Regions from separate parts of the Mus musculus genome. Here regions 1 and 3 are each linked to region 2. Evidence: chromatin contacts called from public Hi-C data. All regions are on one chromosome and are shown on one strand. The core of a region is the stretch at or near the end of the contact, and the rest is flanking DNA. Distances in the headings are between cores, read along the strand shown.

The links. Hi-C and Micro-C count contacts between places; a contact is called where the count stands out from the background.
Region 1: a contact with region 2 is called in a Hi-C map of bone marrow-derived macrophages, with 33 read pairs. The contact joins two enhancer-like sites. A contact is called at or near these places in 1 of 15 datasets of contacts at CTCF or cohesin (large pre-B cells), 9 of 484 Hi-C or Micro-C datasets (the 63-12 cell line, bone marrow-derived macrophages, cortical neurons and 4 more), 6 of 115 datasets of contacts at active chromatin or transcription factors (T-cell acute lymphoblastic leukemia, astrocytes, embryonic basal ganglia and 3 more) and 4 of 9 other capture datasets (embryonic stem cells, embryonic tail, embryonic trunk and 1 more).
Region 3: a contact with region 2 is called in a Hi-C map of bone marrow-derived macrophages, with 24 read pairs. The contact joins two enhancer-like sites. A contact is called at or near these places in 3 of 15 datasets of contacts at CTCF or cohesin (embryonic stem cells, large pre-B cells and pro-B cells), 16 of 484 Hi-C or Micro-C datasets (the C10 cell line, the HL-1 cell line, bone marrow-derived macrophages and 4 more), 12 of 115 datasets of contacts at active chromatin or transcription factors (acute myeloid leukemia, astrocytes, embryonic basal ganglia and 6 more) and 1 of 9 other capture datasets (embryonic stem cells).

The regions. Positions count from the first base shown.
Region 1 is chr2:166,226,468-166,229,532 of GRCm38.p6, reverse strand. No RefSeq gene overlaps it. Among named protein-coding and RNA genes, the nearest start is that of Gm30536, 34 kb to the right of the region's middle. Within about 2 kb of position 1,797, at least 37 of the 459 cell types and tissues checked have an H3K27ac peak or open chromatin away from gene starts, as enhancers often do. A contact at or near this core is called in bone marrow-derived macrophages and natural killer cells, where this site is marked.
Region 2 is chr2:166,552,110-166,555,198 of GRCm38.p6, reverse strand. No RefSeq gene overlaps it. Among named protein-coding and RNA genes, the nearest start is that of Gm29679, 11 kb to the left of the region's middle. Within about 2 kb of position 1,533, at least 104 of the 459 cell types and tissues checked have an H3K27ac peak or open chromatin away from gene starts, as enhancers often do. A contact at or near this core is called in bone marrow-derived macrophages and natural killer cells, where this site is marked.
Region 3 is chr2:166,188,666-166,191,493 of GRCm38.p6, reverse strand. No RefSeq gene overlaps it. Among named protein-coding and RNA genes, the nearest start is that of Gm30536, 4.3 kb to the left of the region's middle. Within about 2 kb of position 1,348, at least 7 of the 459 cell types and tissues checked have an H3K27ac peak or open chromatin away from gene starts, as enhancers often do. A contact at or near this core is called in bone marrow-derived macrophages, where this site is marked.

The sequences.
Region 1 (3,065 bases), core at 548-3,047, 330 kb after region 2:
AGAGAAAGAAAGAGAGAGAGAGAGAGAGAGAGAGAGAGAGAGAGAAAGAAAGAAAGAAAGAGTAAAGAAAGAAAGAGGTTTCTTCTTTCTCCTTACAGCTCGAACTCTGCACACATTCCCTGGCGTTGTGTTAAGCGGCCATCTTGTGCTGCCGTGCCCTTGCATCATGTCCCTTGCTCTTGTCCACCCCTTTCCCCTCCAATACCAGCTTTCCCTGGAAGGCCGAGAGCTCTTGGAGGTCATAGGCTGGCTTCTGGAGACTGCTTCAGTAAAAGGTTTTGTGCTTGACTCCAGGGCTGGGCTGCTACAGTTGGACTAGGTTGGAATTACACTAGTGAGGAGGGGTGAGTGGCTGGAGTGGAGCAGAATGGGCTGGAGTCAGGTGGGGAGGGTAGAAGGATCTGATCGGTTGTAACCAGTTGGGCTGGACTGTGCTGAGTTGGGTTTGTTGAGTTCCACTGAGCTGGCGTGGAAAACTGAGTCACTGCAAATTTCATTCACTCTCCAGCTTTCCCATCAGCAGAAGCTGGTCCCTCTGTCAAGGTGATTTTCCCTCTCTGTTGCTTCCACTAGACTCTCATATGTCCCCTATCCAGACTCTGTGACTCACCCCCTCCCTACCGGGCCCCCAGTCTCTGTCCATCATATCCCCACATGCCTGGTGCCTGGCTCTGGCTTTCAAACCCTAAGCCCCACACACATTCAGAAATTGTTTGATCAAAGGATCAAAGTAATGACAAAGCCAGGTAGGAGGGCACCGAGGAGCCCAGGAGACACAAGCCAGGTATTTGATGTCCACTTCCCCCTTGGAGAAGATCAGCTCTAGGAGGATTGTGTGCCCTGACTTTGCCCTTGACCAACCCAACCCAACCCAACCTAATCCATCCCTCTGGAGAGGAGGGTTCAGAAAGCCTGTGGACACGGCCTTGAGGCCAAAATGGGAAGGGGAAATGACTCAGCTGAGCCCAGGAGGAAGGTCTCAGCTGGCAGATCCACATCCATCCAATGAGCGTGACAGAGTGTCTCTACGCACCTCCGTCTCTGCCCAAAAGCACAGGCCACAGCATCCATTGCAGACTTGAGCTCACGGGGGGGGGGGGGGGGCGATGCAGAGGGAGCCTGGGTGGATGGCAAATAGGGAGAACACAGTTCTTGGCTTCCAGAGATGACATACAGAAGCCACAGCCTAAGATGGCCATGAGCTTAGCCTATGAGAGGGAGGAAAGGGGTGATCTATAGTGGAGATCTACAGGGGTGATCTATAGTGGTGATCTACTGGGATGACCAGCCTGGAGGAGCAGACAAGAGAAGGAGGTGTAGCCAGAGGGGTTTTCTAGGATCCACAAAGCCCAGGGCACAACTCCTCCGCTCATGAATACAAACATTGCATCCTTCTGCATCCACACTGAACTTCGGGGTAGTTTTTGTTTGTTTAATGTTTCTGAATATTTGATGAGAATAATTTTTTTAAAAAAATATATAGTAAAGGGAAGAACTTTTAAAAAGTTGGAGATTCATCTCTGCCGTGTTTGAACCAGTTTCTCAAAGATAAAGTCATAACTATTTCACAAACATCAAATAACCATGTGTCAAAATTTTATTTAACTCAGTAGCTAGTGAAAGATCTGGGAAGATTTTAGAGACAATTCAAGTAGACTAAGCTGTCTGGCTGTTGAGCCCCCAGGGATCCTCCTGTCCCCACCTTGCCAGTACTGAGATTCCAGGCTCACCCCACTGCACCAGCTTCTCTCTATGTTCTCATGCTTACACCGACTGGGCAGGGACTTTCCCAGCCAGCCATCCCTCGGCGCTTGGTGTTTCTTTGATGTCTGTGGAGTGTGTCACGCCCTGTGGCCACCCCACGCCTGTCCTGAGTCTCCTGAGGTCTCAAGCAGGTAGTGTCTGAGGTTGACATCTTGCTGCTTTTAAAGCCACAGGTTCACACATCTCTTAGGAGCCTCACATCACAGAAGTGTTTAGATACTTTTTTTTTTGCATACTAATATTGTCCTTTTTCTACTCTAAGCAGTGTCCTGCGAGTCAGTTCCTTTGATCTGTTCTTGAGTATAGCGTTAATGGTGCCTATACTGGTTATTCTGTTTCTATACCTCATTCTGCAGTAAGAGAGCATCCTGAGATAAGATGTAGGAGGAAGGGTGGACGGAGAGCTAATAGTGTGGGAGGGCAGGCAGCCACCTTCCCATGGCCTACAGCTTCTGTGTTTCTCTCCCCGATAACAAGAGCCCAGTTCTTTTCAGGAGAACAAGGCCTTCCCCCACACACTCAGGAAGGCCTGCCAATCAGGGTGACTGGCCCCTCACCCAGGCAATGTGTGCTTTCTTCCTGGAAGCTGCTCATTAAGTGGGGTGACCAAAACATCACAAGCAGTTGAAACTGGCCCCTCTGTGGCCAAATCTGTTCCTGTTGCTCACAGAGAGCCCTGACCCAAAACGAAAGAAAACAAACCATGAACAGAAATACCATTGAAAAGGCTGAAAGGTCTGCTGGGGGTGGGGAGTGCCCCACCAACTGGGGGTGGGGAGTGCTCCACCAGCATGCATAGGGTCGCAGGTTCAATCCCCAGTAGAGGGGGGCAGGGAGAAAGGCCTACAAAGAATGTTAATGAAGTGCACTGGAGTGGCCAAGGAGGACCTGAGTTGGAATTCCCAGCTCCCATGTAAAAGGTCAGACATGGCTGTAAGTGTGCCTCACACCCCAGTACCGTGGGCATGGGAGACAGGAGGATCTCAGGGTCTGGCTGGCTAGCAAGACCATAGACCAAGACCAAGACATAGAGCAAAACACCAGAAGACATCCTACACACTCACACACACACACACACACAGGGGAGGAAAAATCTATTAATCTGGGGCAAAAGAACATTTAGTTCATCCTTGGACAACTACTCTCATTCACCAAGTTTTAGCCAGGTCCTCTAGGCTTCTTTGCAACCAGGCCTGAACTTTGAACTTTGACCCTGGCCTCACCAGACCTGCATCCCTGCAAGAATCCCCACCTCACACCTGCTTGGCCTATCCCCAGCAAGGACCCTGCTGATCTACCAA
Region 2 (3,089 bases), core at 284-2,783:
ACACCAATACGTATAAAAAATAAATGAAAAAATTGAAAATAAAAACAAAAGGGAACAATCAGTACAGTAGGTTTGTGCATACAAAGAATATTTACTATGCACCTACTACACACGCACTCCACAATGTGCACTAGAAATCACGTGAGCATAGAAAAGGGACCAGGAGCCAGGTAGACGTAGCAGCAGCCACTTTTCTCCCTACAAGGCTTCCTTGTAAGGAGCCCTGTCCTGTCTTCCGGCCCCACCCACCTGTCACTGGCCACAGCCACAAGCACCAAAGGCAGGTATAGTGTCGCTTTGGGGGGACAGAGACTGTTCTTGGAAATGGTTGCAACAGTTTGTGGCTGGGGAGCTCGCATGAGGACGCTGGAGGACAGAGTGTTCTGTGGGATCGGGGAATGTGTTTATCTGGGGGCACTTGCTAGGGATTCCGGTCTTAGTTTCTAAAAATCACATAAGTGTGTGTGTGTATGTGAGTGTGCACTCATTGTGTGTGTGTGTGTGTGTGTGTGTGTGTGTGTGTGTGTGTAAGTCAGTTCTCTCCCTTCCATCACATGATTCTTGGACATCAAACTCAGGTTGTAAGGCCAGGCAGCAAAGGCCTTTACCAGCCATATCATCACAATGGCCCAGATATTCTGAATTTAATGGTTAGTTCATGAAGGGGAGCCGGTCTCTATTTGGTTGGTGGTCCACTCAGTCAGTCTGGATCGCAGTGTTCCTCCAATCATGTGAAGAAAGACATTCAAAGGAGTCAGAGACGGGGCCCTTCAGATAACTTGCTTCCAACCGTTCTGTGCCTCCAGAGACGCTGTGCCGAACCTCATCACACCCCAGCTAACGTGCATGTTTGGCCTGTGGAGAATCAAATGGTTCCTGGAGACTGACTTTAAACCCAGTCAGGTGGTGAAGTCACTCGCTACTGCTGCTCCAGAGGTGTTATTTTACCAATCAGCACACCCAGCACACCCACCGACACCTCATTGGCAGCTGCGTGGGGCATCGTCCTATCCGGACCAGTTTATGAGATCTAAATGTTTCGAGTCTTCCCATTGGTGCCAGTGGTATGAGCCCGCACTTCCTCAGCCTGTGCTGACCTCCAGCCTTGGCATGAACTTCAAGAGCCTTTCTCTTTCTGTTCTGTCAGCATCACTCTGGCCCACAGTGTCGATGACACGTGGCTGTTTAAAGCCTAAAGATGCAGGATGCAAGCACGGAGTTGTCTTGCTGAGACAAAGACGAACCCTCATCTATGTGCTCAGGCAGCTATTACTCATGACTAGACTAAGTGCTTGTATATGGAGTTGTATAGAGCACAGCCATGCTCCTGAGTCCGGAAATTGCTTATGACTGTCCTCATACAATGCAGAGGGAGGGGGTGGGGGCTCACAAGCCACACTTTCAGGAATGTTAGTGACACTTTTAAGGGGAAAACTTATTGACCCTTGAATACGCCGTAGATCTGGGCCTTATGCTGCAGAGCGGAGGGCGGGGCTGAGAAGCCTCGTAGGCGGGGTTGAGATGCCTCATAGGCGGGGCTGAGACATTTCATAGGCGGGGCTGGTTGGGGATGTGGGGCGTCTAAGGGCGCCGCTGTGGTGTTGGTGGGAATGGCAGAAACAGTAAGAAACCAACAGGAAATACAAATCCTGCCTGCCTCCTCCATCTCCACCATCTTCCTGCAGGTCTGCAGTTGGCAAAGGACAGGAAGTCACGAGTAAATCCCAGCAGGAAATGCCTGGCAGAGGCCAACAAGAGGTCTCTGAGAAAGGGGACTGTGGTCGCAGAGACCCTGATCTTTACCATCAGATAGCACAGAGTAGAAACTTCCAGCTGACAGGTATTAGCATAAACACTAATAACTCCCCCTTTCCCCTGCTCAGCCCCACTCTAGGGGACTAGAGAAGGAAGACGCTTGGTAGGGGCGTCCTGCAGACTTAGATTCTAAAGTAGGACTCAGCTTTCAAATCTGTGCAATGGCCATGTAAATAATAACAGAAATAATGATCTGAAGCCCAACATCAGAACCTGGCACAGTCGTGCCTGGCATTTCTGGTTGCCAGGGCAGCAGGCTTACAGCACTAACAGGCTCTGGCATCGGGGCTGGCTCTGCACACCTTCACAGCGTTGGGTCTGAGCCTGTAATCTGGCTAATGTTACCATCCCCCTCTCCGGCACCACCATGTAAGCTCTCATTGTGGATGGAGCTCTTCCAGTGAGCTCTCTGAGCACCTGGAAGCCTGGGCCTGCTATCTTGGTCCCCACTAGTTCCTAGAAGGAGGCCCAGGTGTGCAGCGGAGACTCCATCTGGGACCTCCTCTAGCCCTCTAAGTTTGGAAATGTTTTGTTTTCCCCAACAGGAGGTGAGGGAACAAAGGGAAGGGGCGGTCACCTCCTCAGTGTCACAGGCTGAACTCGGCTGCCTTCGAATCCAGCCTCTCCTGCACGCTTTTGCTTCAACCTGAGTCCTCTCCTGGTGGCCCCTTGTCTGGAGAAGGCTTTCTGTAAGCCACTTTTTGCCAGTTCAGGGAGAGCCAGCCCCTCTCCCAGACAGCACAGTGGCTCCCAATGGCAATCTACTCTCCTCTTCATGTCAATAATAGCCCAAAAGAGATAAATCTAGCAATATGTGTGTGATCAGCAGCCTCGCAGTACCCCCCAAGACACAAATTTATGGGGCATCCACACTCGGGGGTCATCTTCCCAATAGTTTATAGTATCGAGCCTCCTTTATTTCCTCAGTAAATCTAATTTATATGGACAAGCAGATCAAGCCGAGCTGTTCCAGGCATTGGAAGGCTGTGAATCATTCACAAGGCTTTAGGAAACTTGGGGAGATTAAGGTTTTGCATAATGCAAATCAGGAGGGAAAGATGTTTGCTCTGCCTCCGCTGTGGATGCAATTAGCGCAATGAACACCAAAAGAGATTCATTTTCCTGGGACGCAGAAAGGTCCGCTTGGTATGCAGGAGAGCACAGTTATTTGCAACACAAGAGCCCAGAAGCCGAGGCTAGCCGAGCACCCGCAACTGTTTGATTTGCAATTTTAAAGAATTTAAGGATGAATAAAACATCCAGTTAATTTTGAA
Region 3 (2,828 bases), core at 99-2,598, 360 kb after region 2:
TCTGGAAATGTGGGAAAGCATCATGCCACGTCTTACCTGCAATCTTTGTGTATGTACACATGGTTTGTGTGTGTGCGCGCACATGTGAGCAGATGTGTTCACGTACACATGCACACAAGGAGGCCAGAGGTCTGTCTGAGTGTCTTCTTCTGTCATTGTCCACATTATAGAGACAGGGGTCCTTCACTGAGCCTGAAGCTCACTGTTTGGGCTAGATGGTCCCACCAGCGAGGCTCTGGGCTCTGCCTGTCTCTGCCTCTCCAGTGCCAGGACCACAGGCTCACATGGTCAAGGCCAGCCTTGACCAAACTCAGGTCCACTCAGGTCCACACACTTACACAGCAAACGCTTTACCCACTGGGCCGTCTCCACAGCCCTTTGATTGAAGCCTTCGAGACTCTGACCTGGGGGCCTGGCTAAATCAGACCTCTCGTCCTGATCCACAGGCACCACACATGCCAAGTTCACGGTAATTTATTGTGCAGCCAAGGAAAACTGAAGCAGCCTGCCAGGTGACAGGTCCCCTGCGGGCTCTGGGGAAACCACACTGGGCAGTCTAGACCTGCCTGCCTCTAACCTGCTGGGGCCTCTGGTCAGTCCGAAACACGGGACAAGTACATGCAAGAAATTCACTCAGCCACCAAGCTACTTATTTAAATGCCTTGAAAAGAATGAACAGGAGCTGACGCAGAGAGAAACTGACTGAAGAGCAGCCTTGCTACAAAAGCTGGGGGGCTGTCAGAAAAGGCCCATCTGAGGGGATACTTTGAAACTGAGACGACAGCACCCTTAAGGATAAGAAGGTATTGGCTATCTTAGATATGAAGGAGAAGCAATCTCAGCTAGGGAGACACATGTGCTAAGTCCCGGAGATATGAAACACTTCTCACTAAACACAGCTCCTGGTTATCTGCTGACGTAGCTGGCATGGTCATGGAGTAATACCACAGCTTTCCTGCACCAAACCGATGCTACGTTATGTCCACTCAAAATACCTCCCTCCTTGTGGTCCCCAGCACAGCTCCGGTGGTCTACTGTGTGGTGGGAAGGCTCTGCAGATGTGACCCTGCCCCCCCGGCTGGAGTCTTGGAGCACACAAAAACAAACTGGGGCACAGACACTCATGACAGCTGGGCTGTCTGTTTTCCTTTCCGACCCTTTTAAAATATATGTATTTGTTTTTACAGTTGCCTGCTATTTTGGCAGTGAGCGGTGATTTGCCATTAATGTTAGTGACATAATGCTGCTTTTAAAAATAAGCTTTATGGGAAGTTAATTGCAGACAGTGGAAGTCAGCGACTTTAAGTGAGCGTTTTGATGAGTTTTGACAAGTGTAGGAAACCTCATAACCACTGTGACAGTCACCATCTAAAAGACGACATCACCAGAGAAAACACAATCCCCTCCTGCCCGTCTTCCCGGCCCCTGCAAACCACTATCTGTCAGCGTGGCTTGAATTGTGAATGTTCTAGGATCACACGCAAGTGTAGCGGTTACACTGTGTCTGGCTTCTTCACTTAGCATAATACTCTTGGGATCTGTGCACAATGATGTCCTCAGCAACCTTATCCTTTTGTCGCAGTTGGCAGCCTCGTTCTCGGTGACTATCCATTCTCCGTGTTGATGGGCATCGTCATGGCTCGAGCTGAGCCTACCCTGAATGAGGCTGTTTTACTCTTCTGGAGGTTGCCAGGTCCAACAGTAAGTTCAGTCAGCTTTCTCCCATCCAAGGACTACCCAGGCCGACCCTGCTTAGCTTCTGAGATCAGGAGCATTTGGGTTGGTACGGCTATAGACTAAGGGCTTAGCCCCCAAAGGCTGAAACTGTTGGCTCATAATGTTGGTGCGCCTTGAAGAACCGCCATGATACAAGGTGTCTTCGGGTACACAGAAAACCTCTGATGTTTGTGTCGCTCTTGAAGGTCGTCTGTCACATGGTGGCTTTGCCTGAGTCTCTATGACTCAGTGGCCACACACATCTCTGAAATTTCTGATCAATGTTTTCACTCTTTACCAGTTGGGTTATCTCCTCAACATTGGATGGGTCCCTTGGAGCTCTGCCATCTGAGGCGTTGCCCACGGTCACATTAGTTAACATGGGACAAGGGACTTCATAGATGTAACTGAGACTGACAACCGGCTAGCCTCACTGTTTCAGTCCGTCCCACCATCCCACAAGCCCTCACAAGCCGACAGAGGAGTGCACAGACACTTGAGGTCTGAGGGGATCCCACACACGTGAGACGCTAGAAGATGGAGAACACGGGGTGGGGGGGCACAGAGCGAAGGCTTCCACCATCAACCAGAGACTTTAAAAGATGAGTGGAATGAGACCACCTTTGTGTCAAGACAAAGCAGTAAGGACGTTTTTAAAACTATCAATCAATAAGGTGAACACAAAGCCAAGCCAAAGCTCGAGAGATGGCTCAGCAGTTAAGGGCACTCACTGCTCTATCAGGAGACAGGAGTCCAGAGTTCCAGGACCCACATCAAGTGGCTTACCAAAGCCTGTCACTCCAGCTTCAAGGAATCTGAGGCTCACTTCTGGCCTCTGTAGGTAGACCTATATACACATGTGCACACATGCACACATACACACACACTCACACACAGATGCATACACACACACTGAAGTATATAGTTGGGGCAAGAGTTCCATAGAGCTTGGGAGATGGCTCAGCGTTTGAAAGTGCTTGGGATGAAAGCATGAAGGCCAGACTCCTGATCCCCAGAAACCCACAGAAATGGGAACAACCGGTGGCCCTATAACTGCAGCCTCTGAAGGCAGATGGGTGGGGGAGGGTGTTCTAGAGCAAGGTGGGTGGCAA